2 separate regions of the Mus musculus genome follow, and region 1 is linked to region 2. A link is a contact called in public Micro-C data. All regions are on one chromosome and are shown on one strand. Each heading gives the region's core, a stretch centred on a gene start, on an enhancer-like site or on the middle of the called end of the contact. The rest is flanking DNA. Distances are from core to core; before and after follow the strand shown.

Region 1 (5,744 bases), core at 1,329-3,828, 2.2 Mb before region 2:
GTATGTTAAATATTGGGCAAAGGGGCTGCTTCTCAGCAGTTAGAGACAGGAGTTTCTGCTTCTGCTAGGGTATCCCCACCAGCTGCAGGTTTGTGGGTCATTTTATGACTCTCCTTTGTTCCTCACATTGCTCTCTACACCTCCCTGTTGCTCCCCACCCCTAGAGGTTCAAGCTTGGGGTTAGGAGCCACTGAGAAAGAGAGAAGGACCCATAGTCTCCGCTAGCACCTTCCAGAACTGGGTTTAAGCTCAGGTATCTTTCTTGCATCCCTGATGTGTGGCAAAGAACAGCCAACTTGCCCACACCTCCCCAACTGAGTCCACACCCTTGCTGCTACCCAGTCCTCAAGGGAAGTTACCAAAATTGCCCAGCTGGATCCTCTGGAATTATCTTGCAGTTTCCACCCATTTCCTGTCTTTGGTGCAGGAGACCTACATAGAGCGAGAAGTAGCAATGGTGGGCCAGTGGGTGTGAGGACAAAGTGTCCCCAATTCTCAATTCTTTCCCAAACCCTTTCCAAATAAGTCTAATAGACCTAAGGCAGGAGGCCCAACACCTGCAACTCAAGCAGACAGTTGTGGGAGTAATGACAAGCGGTAACCCCTCTGCCACTACATACTGGTAGGGAGATGTATTTGGACTGACTTCCTCCCTCCTTCTCTGAGGTAACAGCTCAGGGCTTATCTTTCCTGAATTTACCTGTCATCTGAAGTGAGTCCTGGGTTCACTGAGCCAGAACAATGGTCAGACCGCTCTTCTCCAGAACTTCCCTGCAGTGGTTTGTTTGTTTGGAGGATGTAAGATAAGGGTCCCAAGATTCTGGTTACAAGATGACTGAATAGCTGGGAACCAAGAAGAGGTCACAATTAGGAGCTTCAGAAGCTAGAACTCTGGGGGTTCCCTTGGGGTACCCTCCAGACTAAATCCAAGCAGGAAAGCAGGTCCTGACATTCCAAGGGGTGTTGGGGTCATGAAGTAGGCAGGGTCAGATGGAGGAAACAGCCTGATTAAGTGAGAAGATCCAACCCAGAGCAGAGAAAATGAAGATTACCTGATTTTCCCACTAGTAATTAGTAACTACTTTTAAGAGCTGTATTGTGCCTAATTACAGGCAAGGTTTAGTATCTGATTTCAAGACCTATAAGTGAGGACTTCCTGATGTTGCAGGAGACACCAGGCAAGCAAGTGTGCCTTAGCTGGTGTCCAGGGTCCCAATGGCCCTGGACAGCAGCATTCCAGTATGCATGTTGGGGCTCTCTGTCAAACCTGTCACTGTACCCCTTAATTCTCTGAGTCTGAAATTAGACCCTGAAGGTGAAGCTCCACCAGCACCGTGTGATGTGACACACTCAAGCCTCTGCCACATTATAGACAGCAGCAAGAAACGAGGCACTAGGAGTCTCTGGACATTTTGGTTCTGCACTTCCAATACCAATCTAGGGCACCATGAGCAGAAGCATCTTTCTCTGGTCAGCCGCACTGATTGAGAGAGGAGAGAGGAATGAGCATTTCAAGTCTGCCCTGAGAACAGAGCAGCCAGGCCCCTGGCTTTCAAATTGCCTGGTTCTTATTTTCCCAGCGTTTGAGATAGGAATTGGGCGGGGATGGGGGGGGGGGGTGTCGTGGGAGACTCAAAGACAGGGGACTGGCGGCTGTCCTGTCCTGTTGGACTGGCTAGTCGCAGCGCCACCTCAGGTACCTGAGCTCCACTCGTGTTGACTCTCCGCGTCTGCACACCTAGTGGACAAACGCAGGAGCCCAGGCCTTTCAGGCTTCTCCCAAACTGGAAGAGGGTGGTAGATGACTGTGGGCAAGATTTGCCAGTTCTTTTACCTTGCGAAGGTCCTTCCCCTCCTACAATTCTTTCCCCCACCCTCTAGGAGCTCTCCTCCGCTAGGCAGCGACCTCTCAGCTGGCTTGCCCATTTTAAAAGTTTTTATATTTGGAGAAGCTGACAGAGCGCGGCCGGCCACAACCCGATTCTCCAAGTGCAAGGGGGGGGGGGCAGCAATTTCCAGAGTATCTGTTGATACCAAGTGGGGCCAGAGAGACGACGCACCCTGTATCCGAGGTGTCAAGCCACGCGTAGATTTATCTGAACACTTCAGCCAAATATGTCCCATGGAGGTGCTGCAGAGCCAGCCACAGAGGAAAGGCTGTTCGCTATAGACTGTCCCCTGGCCCCAGGCCTCTTTCCCTGCCACCCCAGCTGTAGAAACGCAATCCCCGAGTTGCTTTTGTTAAAAGGGGATGGGGGAACAGATCTCCGTTGCAAAACCGGGTGTCAGACAGCTGTAAACCGGTGTCGACAGGTTGTCAAAAGCCGCGGGGGCTGGTTGGGAAGGAGCCTGCGGCCTCCGGACCCACACCAGCAGACGGGCCGTGCGCGCCCACCGGAGGAGGAGGTGGCCCGGCGGGCGCGGGGCACCACGTGCTCGCCGTGAGGGGCGGGAGCGGCCAGCGAGGGCGGGCTGGAGGCAGGGAGGGGGCGGGAGGGGAGCCAGGGGCGGGGCCTGTGCTCAAGGGGATGCCAATCAAAGCATCAACTTCAAATTGTGTCTGAGAGCCCCGCCGCCGAGCGGAGGGCGGCCGCCGCAGTCGGCGCGCGATCTCGGATACGGGCGCAGCCGGGAGCCGGGCGCCGCCAGCGAGCACTGGGCCGAGGAACAGCGAGCGGCCCCCGCCCCCGGGCCGGCCGGAGCGCGCCCGGCCCGCGGCCCGCAGCCCCCGAGTCGCGCCTCCTCGGATCGCCAGCCGGTCTTCTTGCCCGCGCAGTTAGTGTTGCCCTCCGCCACCACCGAGCCCGCGGACATGTCCTTCCCGCAGCTGGGCTACCCGCAATACCTAAGCGCCGCGGGCCCGGGCGCCTATGGTGGAGAGCGCCCTGGGGTGCTGGCTGCGGCCGCGGCTGCTGCGGCCGCCGCCTCGTCGGGCCGTCCCGGGACTGCGGAGCTGGGAGCGGGCGCGGGAGCGGCCGCGGTCACCTCGGTGCTAGGCATGTATGCCGCGGCGGGACCGTACGCGGGCGCACCCAACTACAGCGCCTTCTTGCCCTATGCCGCGGACCTCAGCCTCTTCTCGCAGATGGTGAGTGCTCCCGCCTCCCGCGCGTCCTCCTGGCCCGCACCCACGGGAGATCACCGCGCCTGGGGACATCGGGAGCGGCTGGCCCAACAGAGAAACAGAGGATCCGCAGGCAGTGTCTGGGAAAGGAACGAGAAGGGTCCTGCAGAGGGAATCCGGTGGCGGAGACCTCTTTCCCTGGGGACTCGGGAGTGCCCAGAGGCCCAGGCAGTGACCACTGTGGTCTTGGGAGGTTGGAGACCGGAGTCGAAAAGCGGGTTGCGCGCTAGTGGAGAGAAGCCTCCAGAGAAGGCCTGAGACCGCGGCAGGCTCTGGAGGTCCCGGGCAAAACCGCCAGGCTCCTCCAGTGCGACAGGGCAGGCCCGCCGGGCCCCCTCAGCCAGGGCCGCTTTACTAACACTGCCCTAACCTGGCGGCCGGCCTCGCCTGAGCGCCGCAAGAGCTTTCCCTTGGGCCCAGAAGACCTTCCTTCTCCCTCTTTGGCAGAGCAGAGATAGTTGCCCTAGACTTTGCCAAAAGGAACCGGTTAAACCTAGCGGAGTCGATCAAAAACATCCCAACAAACAATAGACATCAGCAGAGCAGAGAGGTCTCTTAATGGAGTGTGTAGGGACCATAGGAATCGGGGCTAAGAAATACTAAGTTGACATAAATTCTGGCTTCCGAAACGGTGTTTGCCTTTACTTTCGTAAGTTGCCAAACTTTTCATTTGAGCCGAAAGAAAAGCACTTTTCTTCCCGTGTTACATAAGGGAGAGTTAAAGGAACAGTGTCCCAGAGCTTAAAATAAATGGTGCTCTCCGATCTCCTGTCCCAGTGGGTGTCAGATGGGGGTGTGTGTTTAAATTTAATTCTCCACAGGAGTATTGGCCTGTCTGTCCTTCCGAATGATCACTTTTCCTTGGTTTAACGGAAAGGTCGGGCTGCTTAAACTTGAGGCCGCTAGCAAATTGCGAGGCGGGCACTGGTTTTTGGAAGGCAGCCCCCTGCTGCCCTGCTATCTTCTGGATAGAGCAATTTCCAAGAACCCTGAATTATCCAGTCTCTGGCAAAACAGACCAGACCAGACTCCTTTAAAAGGTTGGCCTCCAACTGTGCAGAAGCAAAGCGGCTAGCGCGATTTTCCGAACTTTTCTTGTAGTTTAGAAAGAAAGCCTATTTCTCAGTGGTCCGGCCAGCCAGTTGCCTTTCGGATGCTTCCCAACCAGGAAGATCAACCCCCATTTTGTTCGGACAGCCAATATGCCCCGGGAGCGATGAGAGATTTACAAGGTGCCCTTTCAAAAACAATTCCCAGCAGAGACGAGGCCGAATTTCTACTTTACGATTACAACTAAAATAATCTTGAAAAACGAAATGTACATTTTACAATGGCGAGGCACAAACGAATTCGGGCCAAAGAAGCCTCTTAGGCGCGGCCTCGATCGCTAAACTAATTAGCCAAAGAAATAAGCTTTTAGTAACTTTTTTAGGGTTCCGACTTCTTTTTTTTTTTTTTTTTTTTTTTTTTTTGCTAACCTGGTAACTGTATCCTTTTAAAAATTGAAGATGGAGGGTGATTTAGTTATTATTTTCGCGAGGATTTTTTTAACTAAAAATTTGAATACAGATGTGAGCCATTTGGGAATCCTGCCTGTGTGCTTGTGGGGGAGGGGTCTGCTCCCATTGTAGTGAGGTAGGGAAGGTCCACAGGAGGTTTTTGTTGTTGTTTAATTTTGTTTTCTCTTTAAACTAAAAGGAAAATAAAATTCGTCCCCTAAGGTGTTTGTGTTACCTCCAGGTCTCCTACCGGGTTCTTGGAAAGTAAGCCTAAATCCAAACCCTCAGCTGAGGCCTAGCTTTCCAATCTTTTATGATCCAGTATTTGGAACCCAAAAGATAAAATTGTGAGTGAATGTCTGTCTGGGCAATTTATGGTAATAATGAGGCCTAACGAGGCTGTTAGAAAGATAAAATGTTATTTACCAAAAACCTGATGGGATAATTTGACTTGCTGTGTTTTACTACTGATGATAAAAAGAATATTGATTGCAAATAAATCATGGCCTCTAAATGCCTGCAAACAGTTTCTGTTTGCTCGGCTGCAGATCAAAGTCAAACTTAAGAGATAAAGTAACCAAGAAGAGGCCCAGGAAACTGAACCGGTTCCCCTGAGCTTCAGCCTGTGGCTCCAGGGCCTGACGTTAATATTTTACTGGATAAGCTCTTCTTTTGTATTTAAAAAAAAAATGTGTTTTGTCATTGTTACTGAGGATGGCCAGGATTAAATTTTAAATTACCTGTCACCGCTACAGACCTCTAAGTGTGAGTGAGCCATTATATGCAGATTAATTTGAGAGGCAAAAAGAGGGCTCTGCTTTCATTTTAAATTGGTGGTGAATTTAGACTGAAGAGTGCCCTGGATGGTTTATTTTGATTGAGTCCTTCAGGGTGAGAAGGAGGGGCCTTGAATTCTGAGTGCTTCACTTTGGAGAAACTGTTTCATCAGTCTACAGAAAAGGTTTTCCCCCTCCAGCTAGTGTAAGCTGAACTTGAAAATTTGAATTTTGGGAAGGGGTGGTGTGGGGAACCAAGGGTTCTGGGAAGACTCGGGAAGGGGGAGGGGCAGGGCTTGCGCTGAGTTCTAAAAATCCAAGGCTTCTAGAAGTTTTTCTAGAGTG
Region 2 (5,846 bases), core at 915-3,414:
TGTAACTTCCATGTAATAGTTCATTGGCAAAAATCAGCGAGGGCAGGAACTCATGCAAGGCAGAAAAACCTGGAGGTGGGAGCAGATGCAGAGACCATGGAGGGATGCTGCTTATGGGCTTGCTCATTGTGGCTTGCTTAACCTGCTTTCTTATAGAAGGCATGACCTCCAGCTCAGGAATGGCTCCAACCACCATTAACTGGCTTTTCTCCCATCATTCACTAAGAAAATGCCCTAGGGCTTGCCTATAGCCCTACTTAACTGAGACTTTTTTTCTCAATTGAAGCTCTCTCCTCTCTGATGGCTCTAGCTTGTGACAAGTTGACACAAATTAACCAGCACATCTTCCTTATGTTGCCTCTGTCAGACATTTTGTCAGAGCAATGAGAAAAGTAGTTGATACAGACATCTGCCAGCCCTCTCTGTGTCTCCTTTTCACCTTCTTTATGCAGCCAGCATGCTTAAAGGAACTCTTGGGACACTGCAGGCAGATCTACCCTTTTGCCCTTCCCTAGTGAAGATGAGGATGAGGAAGATGGTGGTGGTGATGGTGATGGTGATGAAGGAGAAGGCAGGAAGAAGAGGAGGAGAAAGAAGAGGAGGAGGATGAAGAAGAAAATGATGATGATGATGGTAAGGAGGAGGAGGAAGAGGAAGAGAAGGAAGAAGAGGAGGAGAAGGCTACCGTGGAATGCAGTGTTAAACAAAGCAATCAGGAGCCCAGGACAAACAGACCTTGATTCAGCTTCCCTCAGATTCCACCAAATAGTCTGTGTTGTTCTTAGTCCAAATCACCCTGTGGGTCCTGTTGAAAGTCAAAGGATTGACAGGCTCTCTGGAGAACCACCCTCTCCCAGGTGCAATGTTGGGTGGGTGTGAACCTTCTACTCCTCATCTACACCAGCTAGCCTGGCTCCCCCATTACACATCTATCCCCAAATCTGAATCTCCAAACCCAGGTCTGTGTCTTCACAGCGACATCACCAGTTATTTTCCACAGTGAAAACTCAAAATTTGGTAAAAGATGTGAGGGGCAGAAAGGCAAGGGGCTGTCATCTAGAAGGAACGCCTGTCCTGAAGAGCTGAGCTGCTTCCCCTCCCCTCTCTTCCCCCCATCCACACACCAGCAGAGGCAGTAGGCTCTGACGCCAGTTAGGATGGCAGCGGGATAATATTCGTTGTTCTTGAGGGATTGGTTTCGCCTACGCCATTGGGCCACACGCTGCACACCGGAACCGTCACAGTTCGAGCTAATCTGAAATAGATTTTAGTTGGAATTTTCACCAGATTTTTAAGTGAGTTTCCACAGGCTGAAGGAAGAAGGAAAGGCAGGGTGGACTGTGAATCTGCAGGCGGAAGGCGGATCTCTCCCTCATTTGAGTATTGTGGAGGTCCCTCACTCAGGAGAGCAGCCCTGGGGGGCGGGGAGGGGGTGGCCAACGGGGGTTGCTGCTCGGAAAGTCCTTTCCCGCTCTTAGCACCGGTCAGCGCCAGAGAAGGCGTCTGGTGTTATTCTCCGCTGCATTTTGGAAAGCAGCCACCACGCACAGCCTGGCCATGGAAAGCCGAAACGCTGCGGCCAGCAGGCAGGGGATGGGGTGGAAGGAGCAAACCAGTGAGGGCTGAGTGGATTGGCTAAAGGTTTGCTTTTAGTCGTGACTTTGAACGGGCTGTTCTTTAAGTTTGCAGTAGATCTACCCTTTCATCCCGCTTTCCGCCCTGACTTTAAAGTCCTTACGTGTTCCTTCTGTCATTCTAGGCTCCCACCGCCCAGAAGTGTTGCGTAGAAACATTGGGCTCATACCTCTGGTTAGAAGGATTAATAAAGAGGTTGATTTCCACCTTTTCCCTCTGGTTGTCCTAAGGAGGTTAAATGGGATATAAGGCCCGGACCTCAAACACAGCATTCAGGTTTTAGGGTCCCAAAGAATGCAGTGATTCTGAGAGACCCTATTAGCACGCTCAGGCCAGCCCTCCCCTGGCTCCCCAGCGCACGCAGCTAGCACGCAGCCAGGAGAAAATGGTGCGGGCGCGTACCGCTGTCTCCCCCCAGCGGCCGTGCGTGTGTCGCCGCAGGAACCTGGCGGCGGGGGTGGCTCGGTGCAGTCAAGCCCGCGGCTCCGCCCCGCGCTCCCCCTCCCGGCCGGCAGTGCCGCCCCCTCCGCGCCGGGCTCGGCTCAGACGGAGCAGCCGCCTCTGCAATGTCAGCAGCCGCAGCGGCGGCGGCAACGAGAGCGGCAGTGGCCCGGGCCCCGCGGTAGCCGCCAGCGCAGCACGGCCCGGCAGGCGCACAGCGCGACTCCACGGCCACCTCGCTGTCTCCGGGGCACCGCGGGCGGTTGTGCGCGCCGCGGTGCAGCTCTTAGACTCGGGACCAGCGGGTCTGCGGCCGCGCACAAAGGACCACGGACACCCGGCGTCCGGGGACTGCGCCCAGGGACCGGCCAGGAACAGCAGCTGAGCCGCGTCTCCACGCCTCCCCTCCCTGGGCTACCGGAGCCCTTGCCCGAGAAGACCCGTCATATGACAGCGGCGACAAGGCGGCCAGCGAGCGCTGGTACTGCCCGCTCCGCTGCGCCACGGCCGCCGGCTCCTAAGGTGGCCCTCGCCGCGCCCCACTAAGCGGTCGTCTGCCTCCCCCCCACAAGCCCCGTGCGTCCCAGCTATCCGGCTCGGGGAACAGGAGCCCCGGCAAGCCCCTCGCCAGAGCCGAGCCTAAGATGGCCACGCTGCTCCGTAAAATCGGGCTCATTCGCCTGCACAACCGGGACACCGAGGACCCCAAGCACCACCACAACCACCGTGGCGGAGGCGGCGGCCAGCAGAGCGCATCGCTGCGCGGCAAAGGTGGTGGTAAGAGCAGCGGCCACAAGCAGCAGCAGCAACAGCAGCACCCCGGGGGCTCAGGCGACGCCAGCCCGGGGCCCGGCAAGGGCAAGAGTAAGCGCGCGGCGGAACTGGCCGCGCGCGACAAGCAGCCGCAGCCAGCCGCGGGGGCGGCGGGGGCGGCGGGCGCCGGGGGCCCCCGGGAGCGGGCGGCGGGCGCCAGGGCGGGGCCGGGCCCCGCGGTGGCCGCGGCGGCGGCGGGCGGCAGCCTAGTGCCCGCGGCGCGCCAGCAGCACTGCACACAGGTGCGCAGCCGGCGGCTCATGAAGGAGCTCCAGGACATCGCGCGCCTCAGCGACCGCTTCATCTCGGTGGAGCTGGTAAACGAGAACCTCTTCGACTGGAACGTGAAGCTGCACCAGGTGGACAAGGACTCGGTGCTGTGGCAGGACATGAAGGAGACCAACACAGAGTTCATCCTGCTCAACCTCACCTTCCCCGATAACTTCCCCTTCTCGCCGCCCTTCATGCGGGTGCTCAGCCCGCGACTGGAGAACGGCTACGTGCTGGACGGAGGCGCCATCTGCATGGAGCTGCTCACGCCGCGCGGCTGGTCCAGCGCCTACACGGTGGAGGCCGTCATGCGCCAGTTTGCTGCCAGCCTGGTCAAGGGCCAGGTAAGACGGCCAGGAGCAGAGGCCCGGGTTGGGTGGGGAGTTCGAGGCTAGGCCTGAGATGGAAAGCGATGTTTGACCCCTCTAGGCGTAGGTGAGAACTGGCCCAGATCCTCCCGAACAAGCCTGCCAGGGACGCTTCGCCCCACCTCCTCCGCTTCTTTTCGTAAAGGATTTCTCCCTGCCTGTTTCTGTACCTGGTCTCTATACCTGACACTGATTCTACTAGAACCGCGGTGCTCTCCGGTTGTCAGTTCTCTTGCTTTCTCCCAGGTCCTCTCTCCCTTTCTTCTACTTTGCTTCAGGTTAACCTTCGGTCCTTCTTCCCTCCAACCCCTCTCCTAGCCCTCCTTTTCCCCTTTTCCACCCTCCTAAAGTCTCCCATACTTTTCCTGCCCCGCTCCACCTCTCCTCTCCAGTCTGCTTAGGTGTTCTCTAGTCAGTGTAATTGTCTCGAAGGTGTGAACTTTTCCTGAAGCCCAGAATCTAAGTGTCCAGCCCAGTACATCACACTCAGACACACACGTGAGCACGCGCGCGCGCACACACACACACACACACACACACACACACACACACACACACAGCGGGGCGGCGCGGGGAGGGGGGGCTCTTCTTCAAACCTCTCAGGTGGGCTCTGTTTAGACCAAGGCAGCTGCCTGCTGCTAAGCTCTCCCTCGCCCCATCATCCCCCCCCACCCCCGTTCCAGCAGCCATCCTTGTAAAGGTGAAAGTTCTCACGGAAAGCTCTATCCAGGCAGAAGTCTGTTTGAGTCCTTCCTGGTGGTTAGATCAGGCCAGACTCCATCCAGGGAAAGCTGCTGCGGCCAGCCCCCCTCCCAGCCTAGTACTTGCCCCTTCAAGGAACATTTCTGGGACAGATGGTGAGCCGCTGTGTCTTTCAGACCTTGCTGCTTTTCTTTGCTTCCTGTGGCCCCCCTATTGGGGTTGGGGGGAGGGAGTTTCAAAGCTAAAGATTCAACCAAGCACAGACAGGAGTGCTGAGCAGGTCACCTGAGCATTCTCAGCTATTGCACCACAGGGCTTCCTCACAGACAAGCAACCCCCAGACTTACAGGGGAAATCGATTTTCTGAGATATGCCTCCCACCCGGGTGCAGGGAAGGAAGGGCAAGATGGTTTTGTTCTCTCATGTGATATGCTGTTGGCCACATTCAAATCTGCAGCGGGCATTTCCTAAAGTTGACCCTTACAGCGTCTTTTTATCAAATCCCATTGCTATCTGGCAGGGGCATCTTCCATAGTTACAGAGAATTCTCATTTTCTTTAAAAACACCCCCCAATGACCTCCACGTGTGCTTTCTACAGTCAGCTTATCAGAAGCAATCATTTCTTTCCCGGTGCCTGCCTCTGCCCCTTTCGTGGCAGGGTACACCACACTCATCAAATGCAGCTCATTCTGCCCATTCCTTTCAAGGCTGAACCCCGCAATTAAAAACAAACAAACAAACAAACAAAAAACAACTTCAACAAAAAGGTCACTGCATCCTGAGTTATCAGGAGTCAGGCTCCTAGCAGGAGGACCCAGGGGCTCTAGAGCAGGTGCTGTGACGCCAGTTTATGAAACACTGGCCTAACTACAGTGTGAGTGTGTGTGTGTGTGAGTGTGTGTGTGTGTGTGTGTGTGTGTGTGTGTGTGTGTGTGTGTGTGTGTGTCGGATCATGTGCCACTAAGAGGGAGCCTCAGCTTCCTTTTCGATGGGGCTTATCTGAATGCAGTGGGGGGATGGTCCTCAGAAATGCCATGCTCATTTGATTTTTCAGTCAGCTCTTCAGAGAAGATGGTTTGGAAGGTGGGAGGCGTGTTGTTTGCCCCCATAGACTCAAGTCTGTAGCATTGTGGACTTGGGTGATTTAGCCTCCAGTATGCATGCTGAGCTCCAGAGAAATAATGGTTTTAAATGGCTAAGTGGGCTTGCAAAGGGAAATTTCTTGATAAATGGTTTTTACCATTCTTACTTAATGCTGTGAATGGCAGCGTCCCTCGGTGCCCTGCTTCTTCCAGGACTTGCTGCGTGTCCATGTTCTTTCTCTTTGCAACCCCAAACTGAGAGTCACTGAAGATGAGAGGATTTCTCACTGAAAACAGCAACGTTTTCCTCATCAATTTGATAAGCCAGGAGCCTCCGTTCCTTCCACCTAGTAGGTCATGTTGTACTGTCTGACGGATGTGGTACTTATGACATGATGGCCAAGGCTTGGGACTTTTTAGAACAGCAGTTTACTTTCTCTGTGTTTTCTATCCCCTGGTTTCAACATACCATTCTCCACATGAAATATTCAAGCACGGTGAAAGACATGAAGAGGTGGATAGTCATTAAAGTTT

What was found. Hi-C and Micro-C count contacts between places; a contact is called where the count stands out from the background.
Region 1: a contact with region 2 is called in a Micro-C map of embryonic stem cells, with 9 times the contacts expected there. The contact joins the promoter of Irx1 here to the promoter of Ube2ql1 in region 2. A contact is called at or near these places in 1 of 39 promoter capture datasets (embryonic stem cells), 3 of 484 Hi-C or Micro-C datasets (all in embryonic stem cells) and 1 of 115 datasets of contacts at active chromatin or transcription factors (embryonic stem cells).

Annotation. Positions count from the first base shown.
Region 1 is chr13:71,960,557-71,966,300 of GRCm38.p6, reverse strand. It overlaps Irx1 (Iroquois homeobox 1), which reads left to right and starts at 2,578. Exons shown (of 4, transcript NM_010573.2): 1 at 2,578-3,088. The coding sequence starts at 2,813.
Region 2 is chr13:69,736,215-69,742,060 of GRCm38.p6, reverse strand. Ube2ql1 (ubiquitin-conjugating enzyme E2Q family-like 1) reads left to right here and starts at 2,164. Exons shown (of 2, transcript NM_001145162.1): 1 at 2,164-3,503. The coding sequence starts at 2,721.